2 separate regions of the Mus musculus genome follow, and region 1 is linked to region 2. Evidence: chromatin contacts called from public HiChIP or PLAC-seq data. All regions are on one chromosome and are shown on one strand. The core of a region is the stretch at or near the end of the contact, and the rest is flanking DNA. Distances in the headings are between cores, read along the strand shown. Region 1 has its middle 12 kb from the start of Ifnlr1. Region 2 overlaps Runx3 (runt related transcription factor 3).

Region 1 (6,811 bases), core at 4,125-6,624, 510 kb after region 2:
GCCATGAAGGTCAAAGTGCACTTCCGCCATTCACAAACTGTGCACCCACAGGAGCCCTCTTGACCTGAGAGAACTCACACCCCAAACAGGTCAGCCTGAAATGTGTATTTACTTATGTGTGCAGGAGTGTTTGGCCTGCATGTATCTATCCAGATGTTCCAGATGTGTACCTGGTGCCTGAGGAGCCAGAAGAGAGTGTCAGGTCCCCTGGAACTGAAGTTACAGGTGGTTATAAGCTGCCATATGGGTGCTGAGAATTGAACCTGGGTCCTCAGCACGAACAGCCAGTGCTCTTAACCTCTGGGCCATCTCTCCAGCCCCATAAGTTACCCTTTTAACATGTACAGTTTCAATACATTCACATCGTTGTGTATATTAATCCATCACCAACATCTAATTCAATAGCGAACTGTGCACCCAGGAACAGACACAGACACATTCCCTTCCCTGCCCCACCCCCCTCAAGCCCCTAACAACAGCTAACAACTTTCTTAGCATCTCCGTAGACCTGCCCATTCTCCACATCATACATGGAAGCTGAATCCTGCACCACACAGCTTTTTACACTGGCTTTGTTCCCTTGGCACCCGCATTCCCACAGCTTGGTTCCCACAGCTCGCCTGCTGTGGCTAGCTAGCATCAGGACTTCATTAGTTTACTGCCCAATAGGATTTCATTGAATGGATATGCCACAACCTGCTGCCCTGCTCCCTGGTTAGTGGGAGTGTGGTGGTCTCCCCTTTCATCTTTGTAAGTAAAGAAGCTATGAGCATCCACAATTGTGATCTTGGATCTCTGGAATGAATCACAACTAAGTATACAATGGTGGTAATTCAGTTCAGCTTTCAGAGGAGTGGATAAAATGTTGTCTGCCGAATCTGCACACCTCACATCCCCCTGAGCCTCAGCTGCCCTTTGTAGGATGGTGAAAGGCAGCCCAGTTTCTGGTTGAGCTAGGTTGGAAATCCTGGTGGCCTCGCAGGAGATCACCCTGCAAGAAACGGTAGGCGTTTTGCCATGTTCCTGGACACCAGGCTTCTGACATAAGGCTGCAGCTCTTCATAGCTCTGTGGTCATCACTCACATAAAGGCAACGCCCCAAGCCCCTCCAGAGGTAGAGGATTTGACCTGTGGTCTCATAGCCTCAAGACAGACCTCCATTTTAATGAGGTACCTGAAGGCCTGGAGGCTTAGCCAATAAACTCCAGTTCCCAGACACTCCTCTCTGCAAAAGGTATTTAACCTCAGGGCGGCACTGAGAAAGTGGGGTATGGTTTTACTCAGCACAACTCTCCGCCATGACAATAAATGCCTTCAAACCATGGACTGTCTCTTTTCATCGCCTTGGGGAGCAATGGAGCAGGCCTTTGCCTAAAGAGCCTCCGCTAATCTCTCGCAGGAGGCCTCTCAGCGCTCCCAGCCATGGCCTCCACCAAGCCAAGCCACTCTGCCAAACAAGACAAGGATTCTCTCCCCCCTGGAACCCAGCCCAAGCTCTCCCTGCCTTTCCTCATCGACCCCGGACTACATCCAGCCCGCAGGCCCCCAATCAGTTCTTTCGCAGCATCCAGCCGAGTCTGGGTGTCCAAGAGCTCGGGAACCAGACGACCCCAGCCTCCTTGCAGGCCTGGGGACCCCCGAGCCAGCTCCAGCAGTCCCTGGGGACCTCAGACTGCGCCCCCCCCCCAAGCAGTGTCCAACGGCTTTTCATAGCCCGATGCCTGCGGGGCGCTGTGGGGTAAGCGCAGTCAAAACTTCCCGCGGCCTGAGCCCCGATTGGATGTGGGACACCCCACTAACCCAACAGCCCTTGACAAAGACTCAGGGTGCAGATTTACCTTCAGCCTAGCTGTAGACAGCGAACAAAGGACACGGAGAAAGAAGTGTATACTTAGGAGCTGCTCTGGAAGCAGTGGGTACTGAGAGGGGGAAGAAAGAATCCGCGACTCTGCAGGCCACCGTGCCTCTTCCTGTCCACTCATTCTCAGTCCAACAGAACCTACTCTGTTTGTTTCTTACTTATTTGCAAAAATTTGGTGGTTGTTACTTTTGGACGAAAATTCCAGCCACCCGGAGACAGACAGACAGACAGACCATCACACACGGTACATGAGAGCAGGAATCAGAAGTAAGTGTTCTTAAAGTGTGAGGACTGATCTAGCCTCAGGCTGGGGCTCTTGACGAATTAGCAATCCCCAAGTGTGGTGACATCAGGTCACTGGAGGAGACTTCTGTGAACAAGGTTGGTGTGGACAGTCACATCAGTTGTTTGTCCACACAGCATCTTCCAGCCCACTATAGCTACTAGCTAGACTGACCAATGAAGGCAGCCCATCCTTCTAGTCACACAGATTGGTTAGGGGCACGTGTTCCAAATCAGCCAATCAGAAACTTTCTCTGCCAGACCGCCCTCCAAGGCCCCCACCTTAGCCACACCCACCTTTGAAATTCCCAGTGTGGTGGATTGTAGAATTTATGTTTTGCCTAAGGTGGTTTGAGGTACACCCTTCTTCATGTACCTCACCAGCTGCAGAACTTGCTGTTTATATGTGGAGTGTGTGTGGTATGTATGTGTTCACGTGTATACTGGCGAATGTGCTTGTGCGAGTGCATATGGAAGCCAAATGCCGAGGTCCAATGTCATCCTCAATAGTTTTCCACTTCATGTTCTGAGACAAAAGTCTCTCACTGAACTTGAAGCTCATTGATTGGCTAGCCTGGAATGATTGGCTAGCCTGGCCAAAAAGCTGAGACGATGTAAGTGAGGACGTTTTTAGGAGATTATGAGGTGGTAAAGTGACCCCCTTTCCCTTCCAAATCATAGTGGTCCAGATCTTCCTGTTACAGTATGCCTTCCCATGATCCTCTGGAAAAGTGCACAGGTGGTGGTGGTGGTGGTGGGAACAACATTGTATCATGTATCAATGTGACAATGTATCATGTAGGGCACAGAGGGTAATGGCTGGGGCTGTCAGTGTGACAGAATACAAGATCACCTAGGAGATTTTAGTGCCTCTGGGCATCCCTATAGAGAATTATTTTGATGACAGTAATTAACGTGGGAAAGGCCACCTTATTGTGTGGGGGATGGCTTGGGGGACAGGGGATCTTGGACTGTAAAAGATGGAGAAAGCAAGTCCAGTGCTTGTATGGATGCTTCTATCCCTCTCTGCTTCCTGCCTTCTTATGCCGTGACCCGCTGCTATAAGCTCTTGGACTTACTTCCCTGACAGAACTGACTTACCTTCAACTGTGAGCCAAAATACACCCTTGTAGGGCATGTGGATTGTGCCACCAGATGGGCACTGGATTGGTGAGGTGGAGCATGCTCAGACCGCAGGAATCTCAGAGATTTAAGATGGTGGGAGTAGGGCTGCCTGCTCTCTATGTCCATGTTTGCTCTTGTTATGCCCAGTTCTTGGGAACCCCAGGAGACCGCCAGAAATCGTGCCACCGATGTAAACACAGAGTCTAGACCCAGATCGGATCACAGCCTTCCTTGCTCTGCAGGTTAGAAATGAGGGGCTCAGGGTATATATGGGGCTCTCGAGCCCTGGTGTTACATGATTGGGCAGAGGATGAAGGAATACCATCCTTCAGGACCAATAATGTTTGTTCAGACATGCAGCTGAAAAAGGACCTTTTTGACCTGGGAAGAAATAACTTGTTATAAATTGCCCTGTTTGTATTTTGATGCTAATTCCACTTCCCCAAGAGAGGCTGCCTCGGACAAGGAGTGAATCACAAACTCACGTGACTTCATGTGAACGTTCTCCCCATTTTATCTTGTAAAATAAAGGCTAGAACTGGTGATTGGGCAGTGGAAGGGAAAGGTGGAGCTGAAAGTTTTAGAGAAAGGGAGAGAAAGGAGGAGGGGGAGAGCGGAGAGGAAGGAGAGAGAGGAAGCCGGAAGAGGAGGAGGTGGAAGGAAAATGGAGCAGAAGCACGTGGCCTAGAGAAACCGCAAGTGGCAGGGATCTCATAGCTGGGGGATAGAGTAGTGCAGTGGTGATCGGCCCAATCTAGGTGCGCAGCTTGTATCCATATGAATTGTGTTTTCCTTGCACGGGCTTATTTGGGTTGGAGATTTACCACAATAACTCACTCCCTTATGGGAGGCTAGTGGAGTTTTACAAACCCATCACAGCTGTCTGGGAACACCTAATTGCCTCTTTTCCACAGCTCACGAGTGGGGGGCGTGATGACTTCAAGGAATTTCTGTCTCTTTCAAAGGCAGGAGTCATCTGCGTCAGGGAAGTGCTGGCTGTTAGATGTAACTGGAGAGAGAGTGCAGCCAGGGGTTAAGGCTGAGAGGGAGGCTAGGACAGGCAGCCTTTTGTTTGCCCTCTTCAAAGGCAGGAGGCATCTGGACTGGGGCAGGCAGAAAGGGGGTTGGGGGGAAGCTACCTTGGTTCTTCACTCTGCATCATGTAACCACCATCCTCAACTAAGGTGACCACAGTCAAATAACACAGCCCCTGGAACACCTCCTCCAGCTAAATGAAGCGATAAATGACCTCCCTTCCTAAATATTCTCATGCCCCTCCCCAAAATTATATACTCCCCAGTTCACTCTGAATAAGACTTATGCATTCATCCACTGCCAACAAAGAAATATGAGCAAACTAAGATTGTCTCAGAGAGCTGCTTCATTGAAGATCGCCATTGGGAAGGCCTTTCTTCACCTAAGCTAGCTGAAACACTAAGCCTCCTCCTTCTTCTCTCTTCTCCCAGTTCTCTGCACTTGGCACTCACTCTTAACCAGACTGGGATCTTACTGGTCCTGGGGCCCCCGACCTCCCCTTCTGGCCGGGTGGACACAGGCGCTCTAACACCGGATGGGAGGCTCCACTGAGGACCACCTTCCGGACTTTGCCCCGTCTTCCCCGAACCGGTATATTTGTGGCCTCCGGATACCTCCAGAGGAGAGGCAGACCACAGGACCAACAGCCCTTTCTCCTTTAAGCTGCTTTTGTCGGGGTGTTGTATCATCTGAGAAAGAAGAAAAGAAATGATGGTATGCATGTGCAGCAGTTGGGGGGGGGGGGGGAGCAAAAAACCAAAACCCGCCCTGGTGCTGTAGTGTCTGATATAGCAGGGACAATCAAACTTCAGCCTCAAGGATAGTTACCCACTACAGGGTCTTCTGACCTGGCCACAGTTTCCTGGGTCTCTCATATATAACTCCTTACCTACCTGATATCAAACGAGAGCCTATTAAATCTCAGCCATGGGAGGAAGTGTGACCTCGAAGACTTTCTGATACTGAGGTTTAATGAGTCATAAGCCAAATTCGGCTCAGTAAATATTGAGTGGTGCATGGGCCAGCCAGAAGCCAAGAGGAGGACTAAGTGACTGGAGTATGTGGAATGTTCCTGACCGAGCCCCAGTCAATAAAAGTTTTCTTGTTCACTGCTCAGTGGACTGCTGCTGTGTGCCAGGCCTTGTCATTGAGGCCGTATTAAGGAGGGGAATTCTTTTTTTGTTTGTTTGTTTGTTTGTTTGTTTTTTCAAGACAGGGTTTCTCTGTATAGTCCTGGCTGTCCTGGAACTCACTTTGTAGACCATGCTGGCCTCGAACTCAGAATCTGCCTGCCTCTGCCTCTGGAGTGCTGGGATTAAAGGCGTGAGCCACCACGCCCGGCTAAGGAAGGGAATTCTTAAAAGCACACACAAAAGTAATTTCTCTTATGATAACAGTTTATCCCCCAAATCCACATCGCCCCGAACGCAGTGGCTTTGGGAAATGAGGCTAAATGGGGGTGTTCAGGTTGTGTGGGCTTAGCCCTCACGAACAGGTTTCCAGTCACCATAAAAATGGCTTTCGTGCGGAAGATTCTTCCCTGCTCTTCTCCACCTGAGAGCAGAGTGTGCCTTAAAGCAAGATGCTGCCACGCTGGCCTTGGCCTTCCCAGAGAAACAGATTTCTGTTCTTTAGAAGTCACCTGCTATTAAAGTTTGAATCTAATATGACTCGGGGCCCTTAGCGTCCTGATTTTTTAGTTTGGTTGGGTTAGGTTTGGGATGATAGCCGTTGTTAAGACAGGAATCCATGTAGCCCAGGCTGCCCTATAACTCACTATGTAGTCACAGAGAACCTGTTCCTTCTGTCTTCATTTCCTGATATCTGGGGTTACAGCCATGAGCCACTGTGCTTGTCTCATGGCATTCTGGGAAATCTAATCCGGCGCTTCATCATAGTAGACACGCACTCTACTGCCTGACCCCCAACCCCAGGCTTCAGGGTTATGGTTTGAATGTCCAGCTCTCAGGTTTTGGTGCTGTTCTGGTGGCTATGGAGTCTTTGGCTCCAAGATCTGGCTGGAAGGAATAGTTCACTGGAGATGGGCCCGTGGTTCTGAGCCATTTCTCTGCTTCCTGGGATGCCAACATGTGTGTGGCTCCTTGCCCACAGCGCATGCTCTCACCACCATTACCCACGGCTCGTGCTCCCACCACCGTGAACAGACACCTCGTCACACTCCTGTTCCCACAGACAGGGTTATTCTACCTTTTCTTCTAAGCTGAACTGAAGTGGGTCTCAGAGACCCTGAGCTCAAATAAACCCTCCTTCCTTCAAGTTGCTTCTTCAAGGTATTTGTCGTGGGTATTATTAGAAAAACAACCTGCCTAGTTTGTGGGATTCTGCTCCCAGTATACAAAGCACAAGTCAATAGAGAGCAAACTAAAGCCAAGGTCAGAGAAGGCTCCCGAGGAAGAAGCAAGAATAGGTGTTGACTGTTTGACAAAAAGGCGGGGGAGGGGTAAACCAGGGAGAAAATTCTGGGCACAGATAATAAATAGTATTAGA
Region 2 (7,030 bases), core at 1,888-4,387:
CTTCAACAAAGCTAAAAGGAAGCCATAGTAGGCAAAGGGTGGGCAGGGTGGGAGGGCTTCCTGGTTGAGGTTCAGTCCTGAAAGGGCGGAGGGGGCATAGCAGTGTGACCTCTCAGGACCTGGTATGGGCAGAGAAAATGGCCCAGTGCTATACCTGGGCCTTGGAGACAAGTGAAGGGCGGTGCCATCCTGGCCTCCAGGTGTGGGGAAGCTGAGAACAGGATGCTTGGGTCCAGAGAGACAGCCACTCCTGGTCATCAGTGCCCCCAGAGCCTGGGAGCACCCAAGGAAAGCCTGGCAGATCTGAGAGAGCCCGCCCAAGAGAAGGGAAAGGGTTAACCTCAGACCTCCCAACTCCCCTAATCAGGCCCAGGCCTGGAAGCCCCAGTTGCAGCCCTGGGCGGGAGCCTGCTACCTCCCTGCCACTGGCCCTCTGCCAGCCAGCTTCCCTGCCCAGCCACCACTGGTTTTCATCTGCTCACAGGGGGCCAATTCACAGCAGACCACCCCAGGCCCGGCACCCGCCTGCCATCCGAGCGGCTGATCCGAGTCCGGTGTAAATCTCCCCACAGGCCGCAGAGCAAGCCGCGGCAGCAAGCGCACAGTGGCTGCTGTGTGTGTGGGTTGCAGGCTACAGGGAGGCTGCTGGGAAACTCTGGACCAGCCCAGGGTCTGATGGCTGGGGACTCACCTTGTTCTCAGGGCCCTACCCGACTGTGCCTCTCTCTTTCTCTCTCTCTCTCTCTCTCTCTCTCTCTCTCTCTCTCTCTCTCTCTCTCGCTTTCTCCCTCTTTCTCTCTCTGCAATCTACCTCCTGCCTCTTTGAGGCTAGACATGGAGCTGGCCTCTTGCCAGCCAGAGCCCAGCTCTCCTCTGTCTGAGTCGGAGGCGCTCTGTAGGCTAGGCGGCTCACTCCAGGTTTTAGGATCACCTTGTGACCTCCGCCTTGCGCCTTCTCTTTCCCGCTGTGAGACTTGCAGGGGGCAGGGCGGCTGAGAGGGGAAAGGGAGCTTTTCGGAGGGTTGTGGCCTTAAGGTTATATGTGTGGTCCACCCGGCACAGGGATCCCAGCCTCCTCCTGCCCCACCTGCCACAGACAGGAACTAATCCTGGCAGAGGCTCGCTTGGCTCACGAGACACCAGGAAGTCTGGCAGGTGGAGGGACCCATGTTAGCTTGGTTGGGAGCAGTAATGAAGTCCCAACTGGATTATTTATGTATCTTTAGGAAATCTCCCAGTCTAAAGCCTTGGACCCGTGTCACCTGCCTGTGGGGTTCACTAATGGCTTAGCTCTGCTCAATGGGAGCTGTTGACCCAGGAGTGGGAATCAGGTCAAAGCAGGGTTGTCACCTCCTGTGAAGTTCAGAGCCTGCGGGGCTGTGTACTGCTTAGGTCTGACTCCACCCTTAGGGAGAAGGGAGGCAGCGTTAAGCTTTTTAATCCCCATTTTATAAAAGGAACAGCGGAAACCTAGTGGGAATCCGAAACATTGGCAAGGCTACCACTGCATGATGGCTGTCTTCAATGGGTCCGGGGCCACTGGAGTGTGCTGGCTGAGGTCTGCCTCCCACGGGCAGGGTCCCAGGCACTCGCTGTGATCAGACTCCCTGCTTGAAGCCCTTCTCCAGGCATCCTTCTCCCCAGGAGGACTCTATTTTGACCAGATCATCTAGCCCTGGGGCCAGGGGAGGGATTACAATAACAACCACTTGACAGACAGGGAAACTGAGGCCCAGAGGAAAGCCAGTTAGTCTGCAGTGGTTGTGTGCTTGGGACTCAGCCCTGAGTTTCAAAGCAAGGCAGAACCCTTCTGGGGTCTGCTGAGACCCTGTGTCCTAGTTAGGGTTTCTGTTGCTTTGATAAAACACCATGACCACAAGCAACTTGGGGGAGGGGGCGGACTTATCTTACAGCTCTTGGGCCACACCCATCACTGAGGGAAGTCAGGGCAGGAGCTGAAGGCTGGAGCCTGCAGGCAGGAGCTGAAGCAGAGGCCATGGAGAAACTGCTGCTGACAGGCTTGCTCCTCCTCAAGCCAGTCAGGTGGAGTGTGTGTGACCTGGGAGTTACAACTCTTTCCTTCCCTTTACTTTTTGGTCCCAGTGCTTGATCTCAGCAATAGAAAGTAACTAAGACACCCAGTCCTGTTCCTCTGCTCATGCCCCTCCCACTGCGTGCAGAGAGCACTCTGGGCTGGGCCCCAACGCCATAAAGAGTCTCGCAACCAGGCCCCTTCCTGAGATGGGCTTCTGGGAGAGCAGCGACCAGTTGTCTTATATCAACTGTCAGTCCAGCAGTGGCTCTTCCCAGCCTCAGTGTTTCCACCTGTACAATGGGGGCGTGTTGGTTCTTGTCAGGCTGGGTGCAGCAGGAGGCCGAAGCTGCCTCCTCTCTTTCCACTGGGGGCTGGAAGCCAGTTGGACCAATGCAAACTTCTTGTGATTTTTTTAAATCAGTGACTCTCCAAGGGAGGGGACATAGGTGAGCAGGTTGTGGAGGCTGGGGGGAGGACTACCACTGAGGCAGGAAGCACAGAGGGGCAAGACACGTGTGGGTGAGGGAGCCAGGCAGCTCCATGCTCTCGCTGTGGGAAAAAGAATGAAAGGCTTTTTCTGCGGCCACCGCCTCCCCGGGGCACCGGCCAGGCATCCTTGCTTCCGTTCAGTTCTGCTCCCAGCATGAGAGCCTCAGCCTCGTGGCTCTGAGACTCTCTGGCGCCCTGGCCATGTGGGGTCAGCAGACTCCCCTCTGCCCCTCCCTGGCAATGGCTTCGGGACTGCACAGGCACAGGAAGCATTCCTGGCGGTGTCCTCTCTTCCAGGGAGCCTGCCCTTTACCACAGGAGAGTAATGGGCAAGACACTGGGTCCCTGGAGTTAGGGATCTGGGCCGGCTTCCTAGTCGCCACCCTGGTCTCAGTGTCCTGGTGTGTCCTCTGCCTCCCCTGTGGTCAGTGTGTTAGGGGTGGTGCTTGTAGCTCAGGGTAGATGTGTGATGCGTGAGCTCCAGGTTATACCTGTTGGGGCCCACCCTTGAGCCCACAGTTACCCCGCGCCTACCTTCCTGCTGGCCATAGGAACTGCTGCAAACACAGTATACTGTGACTCAGAGTTCAGCGGGCGAGGACAATGACAACAGGCCTGAGGTTTTGCACCAGCATCCGCGTGGCCCCATTGGCTGCCTTAGAGCTGTGGTTGACTGAGACACCCAGTTCCTTGCACCCAAGCTGACTGCTCAGCCCTCAGCCTCCGTCCATCCGGTAGGCTTCCTGCCTGTTGAGATGCCTTGGACTTCATGGTCCCTGGCATCTCCAGTAGCCTCAGAGCTGCCCTTTGGCATTTCCACTGAGCCAGAAACAACATGAGAGCATCGTGACCCTAGCCAGGCATCCTCAGTGAGCCACAAGCCCCTCCTTCTGCCCAGTCCCTAGCCATCTTGCCTGTCTTATTGCAGACTTTCAGGGGTTGGGTAGTTGTGGGGAGGTTGGAGGAGGCAGGCCTTAGAGTCTGCAGCCAGCGACAGGTGCCCCCAGGCCACACCTTCCCCTTCACTTTCTAGAGCCTTGGAGTGGTGACAGCTGCTGCCAAGCAAACCACTGGACTTGGCTGGTGCCTCGTGAGAGGACAGCAGGGTTCCCTAGCTGTTGGCCACCTGCTGAACTGTGCCTTCCGGGACCTCCCGCTCAGTTTCTGAGGCAGTCCTGAGCTAGGGTCTGGGCATTGGGCAGAGATGCCAGACAGGAGGTGTGAGCTCATATGGACCCAGAAGGAGGCACTCAGATGGCTGTATATTGAGGAGAGGATCGAGAGGCAGCTACACCCCTAGGAAATGTGACAGGCAGGCTCAAGGGACATCCAATAATGTTGCTCTCTGTGTCATACTAGGGTAGCTAGGTTGGTCAGGGCCAGGTGACCAGAGCTCCCTCCCACAGCCTCACGTCCTCACAGGAGTGCATGAACTGTGGGATCCATGGAGTGTGGAGATCTGCATGCCACCCCTGGGGGCTTCTCCCGACTCCTTGGCAACCTGACTGCCTGAGACATTCTTCCAGGGAGCCAGGGTGGCAGTGAGGGCATTTCTGAGAGGCTAGTCGTTGTCCCCACCTCATAGGTGAGGACACTGAGCTTCCGGGATTGTCACTCCAGGAGAAAGTGGCACAGTCATACACACCCTCTCTAGAAAGTTCCATCAATGTCGTCTCCCTCTGTGGTTTCCATTCACATGAACCCAAAGAGCGGCTGAGAGGAGAAACTTGAAAGCCGATGGGCACAGGCCCTCACTGACAAGGGGTCTCTGCAGCCAGGGCTCAGTTCTGTTTTAGAAACTCGGTGTGTTGTTTGAGAAGTGAAAGATGGGTGACTGGGAGTGCTCGTGGCACTTAGTGACACTCCAGGTGTCCTCGTCCAGGTGTCTTCGGCCCTCAGCAGGTGCACAGCCAGCCTGGGACTCCTGTGTGCACTGTGTCTGGGCAGGGACCAGAAGCCTGTATACCCCCTAATACCACACCTCTACCCTCCTTCCTAAGGCCTCAAGGGGAGACAAGCTTGAGGGTAGCTAGGTTGGTCAGGGCCAGGTGACCAGAGCTCCCTCCCACAGCCTCACGTCCTCACAGGAGTGCATGAACTGTGGGATCCATGGAGTGTGGAGATCTGCATGCCACCCCTGGGGGCTTCTCCCGACTCCTTGGCAACCTGACTGCCTGAGACATTCTTCCAGGCCTGTTGCCTCAGTATTCTCACCTGTCAGACCACGTTGGGGAGGTAGTTCAGAGGTTAACATCACAACTTGCCGGTCCAATCAGAGCTCTGAGTGTGATGTTAAGAATGACCATTCTTCTGAGGAGAGATCAGGCAGTCTGAAGTGGCACATAGCTATGATCCCTGTTCTGTACAGAAAATCAGAGTTCCACAGAGACCTAAGCTAGACTCCAGGAAGAACTTCCTAGCAGGACAAGGCATTATAGTGGCTGATGGACTCCCCATGCTCCACAGGGCACCGGCAGAAGATAGAAGACCAGACCAAGGCCTTCCCCGACCGCTTTGGAGACCTGCGCATGCGTGTAACACCAAGCACACCCAGCCCCCGTGGCTCTCTCAGCACCACGAGCCACTTCAGCAGCCAGGCCCAGACCCCAATCCAAGGTACGGAGGAGCAGAGACCCTTGGGGAGCGGGCAGGGCGGTGGATAAGGATCCAGGATGCAGTCCATCTATCCCAGGCCAAGTCCCTGGGGAAGATGGATCCCCCACTGTTTATCGGTGGACAGCTGGGGCAGTCTGCAGTCTACACTCGCAGGTCTCCCGAGGGCTTCTCTGTACCAGGCCTTTGCCCACTCCCTCATCAAATGTTCACTGACTCATGCACAGTGCCTGACCCCGGGATGAGTGGGAACAGATGTGGCCATCCCTCCCTCTGAAGTTTATTAGTCCACGGGGACGCGAGGGCAATCCTGCGGTGTCCATAGAGCCATGGCAACTGTGTCCCCACTGTACACACAGCCCTACTACCTCAGCTCTCTCACAGTGAGGAGAGATAGGGTGAGGCTATCTCTTCCCACTGCTGGGTGTTAGTCACACCAGTAGCTTTGATAAAGGATGGCAGTGCTGCTTAGCTCAGTCTCCCCATCTAGAGTGACACAAACAGAGAGCCCTGGGGTCAGCGGCTGCCCCAGTCGCACAGATGAGGAAGCTGGGCTGCAAGCAAATCTCCCATTGGCCCCGCATGGGGCAGGTGCCTGGCCAGCCCTATGGCCGGCCTCATACTTCTGTTAGGAGCCAGAGACAGGAGGCTAAATGTAGCTGGCTCAGGTCAGTCAGGGGCAGATGCCAAACCACAGAGGCCTGAGGGCTAGCTGCTGCCCGGTGTGGTACCTGTCCCTTCTGATCACCAGTGCTGGCTCAGGGCCACTGTGGCACATGATTCAGTAGAGGCTGAAGCAGGTCGGGGCCTTCTGGTGGCTGAGTCTAATGTCTCCCTGGCTTGTCCTTAGGTGGGCCTGAGAGTGACCTGAACATTAGGATCAGAGTGGGCTATATGCTGGTACCTCTGTCACCTACCATCTGCCCTTCTCCACACTGGTCATTCCATGGGGGTCAGGCACTGCTGGGAAAATTATTATCCATGTGTTCTGTGCATGACACAGTGTCAGAGGCATAGTGCCACCATCTCTCCATGTGCCAGGAAGCTAGCCCAAGGTAAGGCTAGGCCCTGACCCCAGCATGCCTGAACCCATGGGCTTGTGAGTTGGAGATTTGGCATTTGAGCCCCAGGCCCTTTAGATAAGTGTTCAGCATCTCCCTCATGCTCAGCTCCAACCAGGAGTTTGTCCTTATGTCACCCCCTCAGGCCAGCACCTACAGAGCCTGGCTTAGAAGGGATGGGGTCTAAGCCAGGGACACCCCAGAGGCCAGCAGGTTCCTGTCCATTGGTTCTCATGAGAGAAGAATGCATGTTTGCTCTGTCACAGTGAGAGTGTGGTATTTGGACTGTGTGCTCCCAGGAGCCGGAATGAGCTTCCACACAGCCCTGGTCCTCACCTAGCTAGTATGGCATGGATGGCCAGTCCTTCTCTTACTGAACCCTGACATGGGATTCTTCAGCCAATGATAGCTCCAACCGGCGCTTTGGTGTTTAGGAGAGGGTCCTGGATGCCCTGGGGAAGAAGCAAACTCTCGGCCATCTTGTCAACCTGACCGGTTCTAGCCCTGCCTCGCACTGGCTGTGTGATCTTAGGCAGGTCGCCTAACTTCTCTGAGCCTGTGTTTTCTCATCCACAAAGTGAAGAGGCTCCTGTCACAGAGTGGCTTTGGCAGACTCACGCATGAAGAGTCACACTCCCTGGCCCTCCCTCCTGGTGGGACTCCCCTCAGGATGCCCCACCACTTCCCTCGGAGCCTGTTAACAGCCTTGACCCCTAGCTTTGGACACTGCAGGCAATGCCAAGACCCAGGGTCCCCCACCCCACCCTGCTGCAGACACCCACAATGGGGGCTTCTCACAGCTCAAAGGGCTCATTCAGCTGTATGCAGCAGT

Evidence for each region. HiChIP or PLAC-seq counts read pairs in DNA pulled down with a chosen protein or histone mark.
Region 1: a contact with region 2 is called in an HNF4G HiChIP or PLAC-seq map of pancreatic cancer cells. The contact joins two enhancer-like sites. A contact is called at or near these places in 1 of 39 promoter capture datasets (embryonic stem cells), 1 of 484 Hi-C or Micro-C datasets (the G1E-ER4 cell line) and 1 of 115 datasets of contacts at active chromatin or transcription factors (pancreatic cancer cells).

The regions. Positions count from the first base shown.
Region 1 is chr4:135,671,362-135,678,172 of GRCm38.p6, forward strand. No RefSeq gene overlaps it. Among named protein-coding and RNA genes, the nearest start is that of Ifnlr1, 12 kb to the right of the region's middle. Within about 2 kb of position 5,375, at least 45 of the 459 cell types and tissues checked have an H3K27ac peak or open chromatin away from gene starts, as enhancers often do. A contact at or near this core is called in pancreatic cancer cells, where this site is marked.
Region 2 is chr4:135,166,119-135,173,148 of GRCm38.p6, forward strand. It overlaps Runx3 (runt related transcription factor 3), which reads left to right. Exons shown (of 5, transcript NM_001369050.1): 4 at 4,991-5,140. Among named protein-coding and RNA genes, the nearest start is that of Runx3, 17 kb to the left of the region's middle. Within about 2 kb of position 3,138, at least 28 of the 459 cell types and tissues checked have an H3K27ac peak or open chromatin away from gene starts, as enhancers often do. A contact at or near this core is called in pancreatic cancer cells, where this site is marked.